Regions from separate parts of the Oryctolagus cuniculus genome. Here region 2 is linked to region 1. The links are chromatin contacts, called in public Micro-C maps. All regions are on one chromosome and are shown on one strand. The core of a region is the stretch at or near the end of the contact, and the rest is flanking DNA. Distances in the headings are between cores, read along the strand shown. Region 1 holds the start of ST3GAL3 (ST3 beta-galactoside alpha-2,3-sialyltransferase 3). Region 2 holds the start of PTPRF (protein tyrosine phosphatase receptor type F).

Region 1 (6,868 bases), core at 1,629-4,128:
TGAGTAACTTCATTCACAGATTTTATAATGCACATTTTGATTGCACAAAGGATCGTCTTTGCACTCCTCCTAAATCAAAGCTCTTTAATATAAAAATGTATCTGTCGGCCGGCGCCGTGGCTCAATAGGCTAATCCTCCACCTAGCGGTGCCGGCACACCAGGTTCTAGTCCCTGTCGGAGCACCGGATTCTGTCCCGGTTGCCCCTCTTCCAGGCCAGCTCTCTGCTGTGGCCAGGGAAGGCAGTGGAGGATGGCCCAAGTGCTTGGGCCCTGCACCCCATGGGAGACCAGGAGAAGCACCTGGCTCCTGCCTTCGGATCAGCACGGTGTGCCGGCCGCAGCGCACCAACCATGGCGGCCATTGGAGGGTGAACCAACGGCAAAAGGAAGACCTTTCTCTCTGTCTCTCTCTCTCACTATCCACTCTGCCTGTCCAAAAAAAAAAAAAAGTATCTGTCAAGTACCTCCCCTGTAAAAACACTGTACCAGATGATGAACCCAACAACTCATGTTTTGCAAAAGCATCAGTCTTCCGTTGCGAGTACACAAAGGATTAAGGCAATTATGGCAAAAGGCCAGGCCCTGGTGGTAAGGTGGCAGGAGAGACAGCTCTTCCCCCTGGGAGGAAAGGAAAGACAAACTCTACAATGCAAGTTCCCCATCATAAGCACAACAATCAGAGGGCCAAGGGCGTCATTTAAGATAGGCAAGACCAACAAGAACATGGAACACAAAGCGTGAAGATTTCCACTGATCAAGAAAAGACAAAAAATTCTAAGGGAGTGGCAAGAAATGAATTGTCCATGCCAGGCTGGTCTGCACCTAACTCCACACGGGATCGCGGTGGGGAGAGTAGAGGCTGAGGGTCTTGGCCAGAAGTGACAGCACTTCACATGGAAAGATGGGAGACAAGAACAAAATGTTAGGGGGTTTCTGGAGCACTGCACGGGCATGGGGAAATGCACGTGAACAGTATCAAGGCTCCTCAAAGTGGTGTAATGACAGCAGGGGTGCAAAGCAGCAGATGCCAGAAATGGGGTGGCAGGAACCTCAGCAAGACCTGGCAACCAGCTGGACGTGGAGAGAAAAGAAGAATGAACTTGAGACGCAGAACCTGTGTAGCTGAAGGAATTGTTACCCCAGACAGCTGCAGCTCATCAGAAAAGTGACAACGACAGCCCCAGTGCTGCTGCTGTCCCTTCTGAGGGTCAGCTCGAGCTTCACCTGAAGGAAGGAGCACTCCCGCGCGTCACCCCCTGCTCCACCTGCCACAGCGGCGCTTCTCGGAAGGACGCCATCAACCTACCTTTTGTACTGGATGCCTCCGAGTTCCCCTCAGCCAATGCCTCGCACAAAACATGTACGCAGCACACACCTGACCGATCCAGAGTGAATCGGTCTCTAAGAACATGCACGTCTCGGTTCACCTTTAGTAATTTACTTTTATTAAACCACAGTTAAGACACTTAGACATGTGAAATGGATTCACCAATTTAATACCTCAAATATCCTTAAGAACCCCTGAGCTTAACAGCTGTTGTTGCCTTAAGAGATTATTTGAGAATACTATTTAGTCATAAATCCGTGTGCCAGCTTCCTTTTAATCCTCCAGACCAGGGGTGGGGAATGTCCAGTCCACTGGCTGTATGAGGCCCAAGAAATCATTTGGCCTGGGTGCCAAGGCAACCTCAAAATTCAGTAAATCTACAGCAAGCTAACTTTTAGGCAGACGATTTTCAACAGCCCCTGAACGATCCAGATGGCCCCTGGCCTGACTCCCACCTTGAGGAGCCACCAGACAGGGCAGGGACCTGAGCTAAGAAATAACCCCACTTGTCCTGAGAGACTTCTTACTTTCAGCCATCTCATAAGTCCTGGGTTTGTTTTGGTTTGTTCCTACGTTCACCATCTACATATAACACAGACAATTCAAAGACCCACGGGGAAGTTTGTATGGTGTCCTTTCCAGGACACCATTCCTTCTTCAACTAATTAGGACAACGCGTTCTCACGTTTCATTCCTTCCTTGTTATGTAAGAGAAACACAAACAAAAGTGAGGTTTACTGAGGAAGCAGTGACAGCGGGCGCTGTCGTTAAGGAACCCCACGCGCTCACGGGACGCCCTCCTAACCAAACGCGCGCTCCTCGCTAAGCCGCCGTCTCCAGCAAGGCGGGACACAATAGGGGAGAAAGCGCCAGAAGGGCAGACGCAAGAGGGTACTCTGCCAAGCAAATGTGACCCCGGTGCCCCCGAAGATCCGAACGCGCGCAGGCCAGTAGGCGCCGACTCCCGCTCGGGCTCTCTGCCTGCAGTTTTCCCTCCTCTTCCCACCGCGGGCCCGAACCACCGCGTCCTTCCACAGAGCTGCGGGGTCTCGCGCGCAGGTGACCTCCGAGCGCTCGACCAGCGAGCAGAGCAAGTCGGCCTTCCTCTGCCCTGGCCTGCATGGAGCCCCCTCCCAGGCGAGGTCGTGCAGGACCCCAGCCCGGGGAACCCGGGAGCCGCGCCCCGACCTCTGCTTCCCCAGCACAGTCGCGCGCTCCGCGCTCCACCCGGGGCCGCGGCCGAGGAGGGGGCGGCGCTGGACCGCTAGCCGCGGCCGTCGCGCCCCGAAGCGCGTGGGGCAGGATCTTACCGCAGCGGAGAGAGAAGCAGGGGGGAGGCGGTGCCCGGCCCCACGCGAGGCAGGAAGGCGCAGGCGGCGGCGCAGGCTGCGGCGGCAGCCGCGGGGTACCCCGGCGGGCGCCCACGACGCGGTGGGCTGCATGGGCGCCGCCATAGTGGGGACGCAGCGGCGGGCGGGGCGCACGGCCGCGACCCGGGGACGGCGGGACCACCAATCCCGCTCTCCGCCTCGGCGCCCTTGCCGGGGGTCGGGCCTACACCGCCAATGAGCTCGCGGGAGCCGGGCGGGGCGCTGTGCGGACCAATGCGGAGCTGCGCTGAGCAAGTGGGCGGGCACAGGCCGGGGCCGCCCAATAGACGCGGAACTCAGAGTTTTCAGGCCCGCCCACCGCGGGTGCCGGGCAGCGCAGGATGCGCCGGCCAGGGGTTGCTGAGCTGGAGCGCACACGCCCTCGCCACGTCCTCTCTGGCATCCTGCTGCCCTGAGGAGCCCTCCTCCCCGCCTTAACCGACCAGAGGACGGTTCCTTGGCCGAGCGGGAGTGCCAAGTGAGGGCACGCCCGTGTAGTCCTCCGTGCCATGAACCCCCGCTAGTGCTCTCGTAGCCCGAGGCCTTGGACCCCCGCGGGCCCCTCCAGCTCCGTGGTACAGGGCCTCGTAGGAAACGTCTAGTTCGGCAACCCGCCTTAACCCACCTATGTACTGCAGGGGTCCCGTGCTCTCCCAACCCCACTCCATTCCAGCAGGGAGGTCGTACCCGGTATGCCCTCGGGAACAATGTAAAATCTCATTTCTCCGCAGTACGGGGGAATTTGGACGACAATCCTTGGACGCCAATCCAAAGATCCTCCTTTACCCAGGGAAGGCGGGTGGCTGTGGCAAAAGGCTTCTTAGAGGGGCCTAAAATAGGCGGTGGCCGGAGGGCAGCGGGGGAGCATGAGGCCAGTTCTGTGAGCTGGGAAAGTCCGGGGTTATTCCTGTTGACAAGTGTTGAGACGTGCAAGGTTTCTAGGAAGAATGGCTGACTGTTGAGTGAGAACTCTTGGGATTACACCAGGCACCCAGCCCCAAAGGGCTCTGGGCAAGGATGGGGACAGGGGGCTCAATGAGGGGGGAGTTGAGCTCTGGGACACCATGGAGAAAGGTGGGAAGTGTCCCTCTGGCAAACTTAAGTGACCACAGTGCCCACTCACTGATCCAGTAAGGCCTGGCGCTGCCCAGCTCCCCTGGGAATTCTTCGTTCACATGGAAAAGTGCCCAACACCTGCTGCTCCTCCCTTCCCCCACACTGAGATACCAAATAAGCCACTTGGCAAGCCCAGGGACACAAAGCAGGGTTGGGAGGAACTGAGCTGCCCCTAGCCTCTCCTTCACCTGGACAGGCCAAGCAAGCCACAGGAGTGCCCCCTTCCTACCCTATGACCCCTACTGCTGTCCACTTTGGCCTGAGGGACCCACCAGGCCAAGGGAACTTGGTATTCCTCCAGGTACTGTCTCGCCAAACAGGCAGCTCAGGGAATGGCCTCAGGGACTCCCGCTTTGGGCACTTCCCTTTCAGACCAGCCCCGCCCATTGAAAATGTATCAGATGGGACACAAGGGCAGGCAGTGGAGCTAGGCCTTTCCCATTTCCTCCTCCAAGGCAGAGGGAGCACAAAGACGTCCCTGCCCCCCCGTCCCACTGTGCTTGTCCTAATAGATGGAAGCTGACAAGGAAGCAGCCATCTCTGGACAGCTTTGCAGGTCTTGCTTTACTGGTTCCCCTTCAAACACACGCCCTGCTTCCAGGGCCCTGTGACTCCAGGTCCGCCTGAGCCTGACCCTGGGCCTCTTGGGCTCCGTGGGGCAGACAAAGCCGATCCTCTGCTTAACATATTTTATTGCTAAGGACAAGGTGATGCACCGGTTTTCAAAATAATTTGGTTTATAGCGTTCATACGTAACAAAAAAGGGGAAGTATTATAAATCTGATTCTTGTATACATAGAGTATAGGTGTAAAGCCCTCCAATCCTGGGCCCAGGCAAACAAATGCATGAGGAGCAAAATCCTGTTTAACCCCTTCGTTGTTGCCCTCTAGTCCCACCCCCCGCCCCAAATCAGCTCCCTCCCACCCCCAGACCAAGAGCACATCCACACTTGCCCCTGGCCTCCAGCAACCCCAATTCATCCTAACCACCCCCCAGCCCCTGCATGATTGCAATTCTGTTGAATCACTCACCAGGCTCTGCCTGCTTCAATCATTAAAAATTCCCCTTCAGGGTATCCCCCGTTGACACCCTCTAACACTGTGCCACGCGGCCTCCTTGCCTAGAATGCGGAGGACGAGTCCCCCATTAGCCCTATGCGCTCCTTCAAGGGAGGACAAGAGGTGGCAGTGACTCCTTAGCATCTCAATACTGCAGCTTTGCCAGCACTCTAGACATGTTCCAGGCCTGGACAGATGCCACACCCACCTCCGGCCAACCCCAGGGGCCCTTACTCAGCTCAGCTGAGGGCAGAATTTCACATTTTGTTTGCCCTGCATAGGCAAGGAGGAAAGTAAAGGCCAGGGGCTGGCAGAAGCTGGTCCAGACCAAACACACATACCCACGCACGCAGGCGCACGCACGCACACACATAAATACAAAAAGGGGGTAGGGACAAGTACCAGCACCTCTGACTAGTTGGTGCAGGTGCTCATTAGGAAGCTAAGTCCCAGGCCAGGAACAGGGCAACCAGCCCAGCCAGCACAGGCGACCCCTTTTATGGACTGGGGCCAGTGCAGCCACAGCATTCCAGTGCTCAGCCCCTCAGCTGGGAGACCAGAGGCTGCTGCCACATGTCCAGAGATGGCTGGTCCTTTCACTACATGGAATTCGAGGAGGGTGGGGGGAGGTGAAGGGATCAGCTAGTTCATTCCTTCTTCTTTTTACAACTTCACTCGCAGAGCCTTCTTCCGAGTCCCAAGTGTCTGCTGTGCTGTGGACCCCCGAGTGCGCTTGCCTCCGTGGCTGGGATCCTCTTGGACCCTTGGAAGCACCTACTCCATGATGGCTCGGTATAGCGCAGGCTCGATATAATCTTCCCGGTATCTGGAGTTGATAACCCGTTGCCGCTTCTTTTCTTGCTTTACCTCTTTTTCTGTGAAAATCTCGTTGAATCGCATATCTGAGGCTACTGACTACAGAAAAACAGGCAAGCCAAATAATCACTTTGTGGTCAACCACCCCGAGTGAAAACAGGGACACGTCCTCGTCTTGCTCCCTCCCGCCCGGGCAGGAACTAAGGGCTCAGAGAACACACACTCACCAGCCTGGACTTGACTCTCTTGGGAAGCTCTTCATCCAGCGTGTACACATCATCTCTCTTAACCACGAGCTGTGAGCCATCCTCAAACTCCACCTGCCAAGGAAACAAAGGTCTCTTGCTGGAATACCCCTGACTTTCTCCCTGGTCCACCAAGTGCAGTGGCAGTATCTTGAAGCCCAAAATAGGATTAGAATGCTGAAGGCCTGGCATGTCTGAAGCCTTACCTGGCGGCCTGGACACAGGCAAACCTTAGTTCTGGAAGGGCTGTTACCAACCCATTCATTCTCCCAAGAACAAAGACTTGCCTGTGCTCCAAGAAGAAGCACCAAATTCATCAAGCATACCCAACTCCCTTGCAAGAACACTGGCTACCTGATACATCTGGATGGGGTGAGAGGCCACAAACTTGGCTCCGTAGACTTGGCCATCTGTCCATCTCACTTGGACCACTTCCCCTTCAGCAGGAGGACCCAGCTGGAGACAGTCCTGGCTCTGAGGAAACAGGGAGGAAGGAATGAATGGCAGGTTCCCCTGAGCACAATGGAAACTTCCATCTACTCAGGGAATAAACCAGGACAAAGTCGTGCCCAGACCCCACACGGAAGGCAGCACGCTACAGGCTGACAGATGCAGTGGTTAAGATCTGCCTGCTGTATCAAAAGTCTGCCCCATATCCTGCTCTCCAAGGAAACAAAAACGAGCAGCTATGGTAAACTAAGACAGAATCACATCCCCTTGAAGGGCTGCTATGAAGGAATGCTGCAACTGTACTCAACGATGTTTGAAGAAATGTGTTCTTGCCGGCGCCGCGGCTCACTAGGCTAATCCTCCGCCTTGCGGCGCCGGCACACCGGGTTCTAGTCCCGGTCGGGGCGCCGGATTCTGTCCCGGTTGCCCCTCTTCCAGGCCAGCCCTCTGCTGTGGCCAGGGAGTGCAGTGGAGGATGGCCCAG
Region 2 (6,821 bases), core at 3,382-5,881, 150 kb after region 1:
GCACGGTTGCCCCCCTTAGCATTCCTTTCCTGGGATGGTGCTGTGGCGTAGTGGGTTATGTAGCTGCCTGAGACGCCGGCAGCCCATATGGGCACCATCCCACGTGGGTGCTGGTTCAAGTCCCAGCTGCTCCACTTCTGATCCAGCTCCCTGCTAATGTGCCTGGAAAAAGCAGTGGAAGATGGTTCAATTGCTTCGACCTCTGCACCCACGAGGGAGACCTAGAGGAAGCTCCTGGATCCAGGGCAGCCCAGCTCCCGACACTGCAGCCATTTGGGGAGAGAACCCATAGATGGGAGATCTCTTTATCACACACATGCTCTAATTCTGCCTCTGAAATAAATAAATCCTTAAAAAAAATTTACCTTCCTTCCACCCCCAACACGGTTTCTGTTCTGCAGGGCTTCACCTCTGCTCTTCTCAGGCTCACCTGAGGGTCAACCCACCTGAGCAACACACACACCCCATCCACGGCGCTGACCACAGGGGGCTTGGCCACCTTTGCTGAACTCCCCAACGGTTCAGAACCGCAGCTGCTTCAGGCAGGCGGATGCCCTCCAACAGTGCCAACGTATAGTTTTTTAAAGGCGACCTGGGGACAGGAGGTATTGCAGCACAGCCACTACTTGGGATGGCCACAGGCTCTATTGGAGTGCCTCCTTCAAGCCCAGGCTACTCTGCTTCTAACCCAGCTTCCTGCTAGTGTGCCTGGGGAAGGGCAGATGATGGTTCAAGTACTTGAGGTCCTGCCACCCATGCCAGAGACCAGGAGTTCCTGACTCCTGGCTTTGGCTTGGCTCAGCCCCAGCTGTGGCAGGCATTTGGGGAGTGAATAGAACCACACACCCCCACCCTATCACTCTGCCTTTCAAATAAATAAAGGAATAAATATTAAAAAAAAAAAAAGCAATCCTGAGTGATTTTCTGGGGGTGGGTTCACACCACTCCTGTTGATCACAGTCAGCGTAACAGCTGCCATCAGTTAGCTACCAGTAGCCACGAGACCCCAGGCCCTGTCCTAAGCACTGTTAAGTACATTAAGTTTAATCCTGGAAACAACTCCAGGAGTTGTGCAATTTTATGATACCCATTTGACAAACGAAGAAACTGATTCAGAGATGCTGAACAAGCTGCTCAAGGTCACGCTGCTTCTTAGGAGAGTCCAGGCTCAGCGGTCCAGAGCCAGAACGTGAGCTCTTAGCCACTGCCTGGGCTGAGCGGTCTCCTGACGATCGCCGCTCCCTGCTCACCCAGACAACTCCTGGTTCTCTTTCTGGAGCCCTGAGTTGTCTCCCAAGCTCCAGATCCCCATACCCAACCCCCTTCTGAATTCCTCCCCTCTCCCCGGGCCGCCTCCAGCCCAGTGAGCCTCAAATCCCCAAGTCCTGCAGACGCTGCATGGCCAACCATGGGCATTTCCACCTCTCCATGTGCCCGGCACAGTGAGCTTCGGGGGCTCAGTCCAGACGCCCGCAGGAACCTGGACCCTTTCCTCGCCCCCACATCCAATCATCCGTGCCAGCAGACGTGCCTTCTGAGGGGCTCCATGCTGCTGCCATGCCCTGACCTGCAGCACCCTCCTGCTCACTGAGCGTCCTGCCGCCATCGCTTCCCTGCACCGCAGTCACCCTCTGGAACCATTACACTCCACGGCGTTGTCAGCTTGTCTCCCCTCCGTGTTCTCAAAGACACAGCTAAATCACGGGCCAGGCGAGGCCCTTGGTGACCTGCTGTACCTCTGCATACTCCACAAGTGACACCTTCACGTCTACTCACACTGTCTCTCTGCCTACAGTGCCCTTTCTCCCTTCTTCAACCGGCAAATTCCTATTTATCTTTCCAAACCCAGTCCAGAGAGCTCCTTCTTGGTCTCAACTCACCCTGACCTCTGAACTCTCCCCAGCCTCACACTGAACCCCCTGGGCTTTCTAACCACAGCTCAGAACCGCAGTTGCTTTTGGTGAGCGGACACCTCGCCCACGCTGCCGACAGTCCCACCGGAAGCGAGGCAGCCGGCTGGGAGCGCCTAGCTCGGTGTCTGGCACACAGACAGCAATCAATAGTAGGCTACAGAATTCCTTCTGCATCCATGAGGCGACTCCTACTGCTGACACTGCACGGCCGCACCGTACCCCCGGCTTCTCACAAGAGCCCTGGCACCCGGCCTGGGTGGGATCAGCTGCCCCATTTCATGGGGGACGAAACTGAGTTCTCAGTGGAAAGCAGAGGAGCCGTGGTGGGCCTCGTAGGCTCTACCGCAGGAGCCTCAAGATGGGAAAAAGAGGGGGCAAATCACCAAGTTCCGCATTTGGTTGCACATCCACACAACTCCCAAGGAAAGACCTCGCTGTGGTCTTCCCAGCTGAAGTACAGACTACCCTCCTCACTCGCAAAGCCCCGTGCGCCACCCCAACCAGGGCGCACGCAAGGCTGCACAGGGGGGAGGCCAGTGGCTGTGAGAGAGGAAGGAAGGTATTATGTGAAAACAATTTCCTGAATGAAGGGAGATGCGGCGCTACTGGAAGAGACAGCACAACCAAGAAGACATTTCCAGGGCTAAGAGGGAAAGTGCGAGCAGGACTGAGTCGGCGTGTGCACACGTGTGCTGTGGAGTGTGCAAGCGTGCCGGATTGCTGAGCACTGGCTGGCGTGCAGGCCCAAGCGTGCAAGTGTGAGGCCAAGCAGGCAAGTGAACGTGGGGTGAGGGGGTGAGCGGAGTGTGGGACAGGTGGGAGGGGCAGGAGTGTGCACAGTGTGTGGCCCGGGGAAGGGCTCAACTTGGGGAGTTTCACCTGCTCCCTCCTGAAGCCGGAGGCTCATTCATACAATCAGTAAAGTAAAAACAGGGATTTCCACGCTCCCTGAAGCAAGAGTTAACGTGGAGCCAAGCCCAGAATTACCAGGACTCCCGTCTGGATCCCACCTGCTCCCTGAGGCTGCCAGAGGCTCCCCGAGAGGACCCCTTCCCAGCCAGCCCCCCCTGCACAGCTCCCCAGGCCCCCCAACCCCCCAGTCCCGGGCACGCTCCTGGAGTCGCCAGCCAGATGATTTGGCTCAGGGTCCCTTTGGATCCCGGCCCTGGTCCCTTCAGAAGCCAAGGTGGGGCCGCAGCCACCAGCATCCCGGCCGGGCCCTGCTGCTCCCTCCAGGGGAATCCAGAGAGCCCCCCCCCCCATCTCCCAGCTCAGACAGGTTGTACTCCCCACCCTCCCCACCCCCCTCAGGCTGCTGCACTGGGGCCCGGCACTGGGGAGGGGGTTGTTGAAATGGGGAGAAAGGCCAGGCCCTCCCCGGCTCAGGGGCGGAAGAACCTGAGGGGCAGCATTCCATGGGCATGGGGGAGGGGACCCCGCAGAGGGGGTGTGGGGCGCCAAGAGGGCTGAACACCTGGGGAGGAAAGCACGGAGACGCAGCGGGGAGAAGGCAGAGAGGGGCGGGGAGCTCCAGCCAGAGGGAACACGGAGACCCCGGGAGGAACACGGGCACCCCGGGAGGGAGCACACGGAGACCCCGGGGAGGAACACGGGCACCCCGGGAGGGAGCACACGGAGACCGCGGGAGGGGAACACGGGCACCCCGGGAGAGGCCCTGGGGCTGCAGGGCTGGAACTGGAAAGCAGGAACACACGGAGGCAAACAGGAAGAAGCCGAGACCGGGACGTGGGCCCGGCGACTGGGGACCGGCACGCTGGCACGGGACGGGACGCGGGGTGGCGACGGAGTGAACTTTCGGAGCGGGTCCGAGTGGACACGTCCTCCCGGGACAGGCCGCTCCAGGGCCTTCAGGGCCCAGCCTCGGGGTGGGGGTGGGGGTGGGGGTGGGTGCAGCCCGCCCGAGCCCCTCGCCGGCCCGCGCTCGCGACCAGAGAGTGGGGGGCTCCGAACTCGCACCCGGCACATCCCGGGACCGCACGTGCGCCGGGGCCGCGAGCGAACCGGGAGCGCGTCGGCTGCGGATCCCCCGCCGGCTGGGAGGGGGCGCCGGTGCGGCGGGGGCGGGGGCGCGGCCTGGACCCGCCCGGAGTTGGGGGGGTGGGAAGCCGAGGGCCGCCCCCGGAGCGCGTCCGCCCAGAAGCGGGGCGGCGGGGTTGGGGGGGGCGAGGCGGGATCAGCGAGGGGGCGCAAAAATGCAAACGGCAAACTTTGCACTGGGGGGGCGCGGGCTGCGGTTCAGGTGCGGCGGGGAGCGAGCGGGCGAGCCGGCGGCGGGGGGGAGGGGGGGCGCGTCCGCCGCGGGGTAAAGGCGGGGAGGAGCCGCCAGGCTGGGCCGGGGGTGGGGGGGCTTGCCGAGGCTGCGGGCGCGGCAGGTGGGGGCGCGGCCCGGCCTAAGCGGCGCCCCCAACCCCCCCGGGACCGCCCCCGGCTCCGCTGGGTGGACGCGGGGGAAGGGCGGGGAGAGTGGGAAAGGAACGGGCGCGGAGGGGACTGGAGGGGAGCCCCGGGGGTCACTCACCGCCTATCCAGGGGCCGTCGGTCCGCATGTCCCCCCCACGCTGCCGAGGCCGCCGCTCCCGCTCCTCTGCCGCCGCCGCGGGCACCTGGTCCCGCTCCCGCCACCGCCACCGGAGCTGGAGCCGAAGCCCGAGCCGGAGCCCGAGCCGGAGCCGCCGCCTCTGCCGCCGCCGCCGCTCCCGCGCCAGCTCCAGCCGCGCGCCCCCGCCCGCGCCCGCGCCCGCGCCCCTGCCCCTGCCGTGCGCGTCCCCGGTACCGCCCCTCCCCTCGTGCGCTCGCGCTGGTGGAGCCGCGGAGCCGGGTAGGCCTAGCCAGAGCACAACCCAACCGCGCACGTCTAAGCCGACCGGAGCCCCAGCGTGGGGCCTGAGCCCCAGCGGTGAGCGCCAACACATCTCAACTCCACGAAGTGCAGCTCCTACTAGTGGCTCCCGAGCCTCGTAAGGACCTGATGGTGCCGTGAGATCCCATTTCCTACCCGTGCAGATCTGAGACTGATACTGGGCCCACACCCACCCCGAACCCCAATACTGACTGCAACCCCCTAAATCTGTCCCCGAGTGGACACGAGTAGTCATTCTGACCTGGACCCCTGTATTATAATGCCCCCAAATACCAATTCTGGCCCTAAACCCTTTTACAACTGCTGCCCACCCTAACCTTGATCATAACACTGGCGCCATCCCTGGTGGTCAGTGGACTCCAGTACCCACGTGGAGCCCTCTAAGGGCCAGTAGCCACCTTCTGCTGAGCCCCAACCCTTCCACAAAATTCCATTCCCGGCACACTTTCTGTTCACATTCTCAGCTCCAGAATTGAGATTGAGTAATTGGAAAAGGGGCCCCAGCACAGAAACGGACCTTGGACCCCACCCACCGTTGAACCCGCTGAGGACCTCACCTGATCCAGCCCTTGGTGAGACCCCCTCACAAGCTCCCTTCCTGCCCGCTCTCCCTCCACTCTTCTGATCTGGTGTCAGCCTTAACCAGAGGCTACCGGGTATCTATGCAATTTCCGGCTGGTATAAATTGGCCCTTGAATTCCAAACCGGATATTAACCTCAATAGTGAGTCTCTGACATCTCACACGAAACGCAAATGCGTTTGTAAGTTTGTGGGCTACACCCTTAGCCCACCTGAAGATTTATGCCACAGTCCTAATGCCGATGGGAACTGGTGAGCTCCAATGGTGACACCAAAGCTCCTGCCTCCAGGTCCCTCCCCCAAAGCCCCTTCCTGTAGCCCACTCACCCCACCCCCAGTGCGGTCATGTGAGGGGTGCGGGAGGAGTCCCAGTCTCCTTGGGGCCTCTCTGATACCCCTGGGGGTTTGGAGTCGGGGAGGAACAAACGAGATTTGGAGGTTGTTGGGGTCACAGTGGTGACGTAAAGGGGAAGCCTGCACTGGGGCTTATGGATGTGAGCACCAAGTTCTGATGAACACCTAATTCACTGCCTGCTTTTGTCGCGGACTTGGATTCAGAAACGGTGCGCGTGCGCCCCCTGGTGTGTGACGAGCGGATGGCTCCAGCGATGCCGGGCAAAGGATTCCTTCCAGATGACAAACAGGTCAAAAATGAGTGTCTCAGTCAGTGGTTTTACGCCCCTTGGTAATTTTGGAGTACTGTGGGGGGAGGTATTGCAACGCTCGTGCATTTTTTGGCATTTTTGCTTCTGTTTCAGAACTTTGAGGGTTCGGCTCCACCCCCAGTTTTTAAAAAGTGTAATCTTCAGCCAATTATGTCCGTGCGTTGCTGACTTAGGAAAAGTCTTTCTACTTGGTGCCCCTGGCCTACACTCCCACACCGGCTACTCTCTCTCCAGTTCTCTTCTAGCGCTCTGCCTTAGGCCTCCCCTTTTTCCTGCTGAGCTGCCTTTTCCTGGACCGATTCGCCCACCAGCAACCATGTCTCTGCAGTCTGGGCCTCTCATCTGAACCCCAGGTCCATGTAACCGAGACAGAGTTCTGCACTCACTCCCCCCGCCCCGGGGCTGCTCGCCCTCCCTGTTCCCCACTTCTTGTAATGCCTGGACCGGAAGTGCCAGTCTTTCTCTCCTGCGGTCCCGTCTGCTCCTTGGTGGTCAGTCCTACAGAGGCTGGAGACCACATGGCTCCGTGAGAGACACGCACAGAGAAGGGAACAGATTCTGACTTTGAGGTTCTGGGCCACACAAAACCAGTCTGCTCGCAGAATCTGCTGTGCATGGTGATGGGGTATCGCCCCTTGAGACGTGCTCTACCTCGTGTGGTCCCTTGGCACCAGCTGCACCTATTTAGAGCCGTCCCTAAGGCTCTGGTCACCCCTGTCTGTAGCCGTGTCTGTCTCCTCTGCTCGCAGATGTGGGCCCCTTGAAGGCAAGACAGTCTGCCC

The links. A called contact is a pair of places that touch in the nucleus more often than the background predicts.
Region 2: a contact with region 1 is called in a Micro-C map of ear pinna, with 3 times the contacts expected there. The contact joins the promoter of PTPRF here to the promoter of ST3GAL3 in region 1. A contact is called at or near these places in 3 of 6 Hi-C or Micro-C datasets (ear pinna, psoas muscle and an unstated tissue).

The regions. Positions count from the first base shown.
Region 1 is chr7:129,355,052-129,361,919 of mOryCun1.1, forward strand. ST3GAL3 (ST3 beta-galactoside alpha-2,3-sialyltransferase 3) reads right to left here and starts at 2,879. Exons shown (of 8, transcript XM_051856573.2): 1 at 2,639-2,879. KDM4A (lysine demethylase 4A) reads right to left here. Exons shown (of 22, transcript XM_008265389.4): 20 at 6,289-6,408; 21 at 5,917-6,009; 22 at 4,534-5,788. The coding sequence ends at 5,648.
Region 2 is chr7:129,508,270-129,515,090 of mOryCun1.1, forward strand. It overlaps PTPRF (protein tyrosine phosphatase receptor type F), which reads right to left and starts at 4,632. Exons shown (of 34, transcript XM_051856577.2): 1 at 4,453-4,632. It overlaps LOC103350200 (a long non-coding RNA gene), which reads left to right and starts at 4,757. Exons shown (of 3, transcript XR_007923657.2): 1 at 4,757-4,891; 2 at 5,259-5,366; 3 at 5,933-6,821.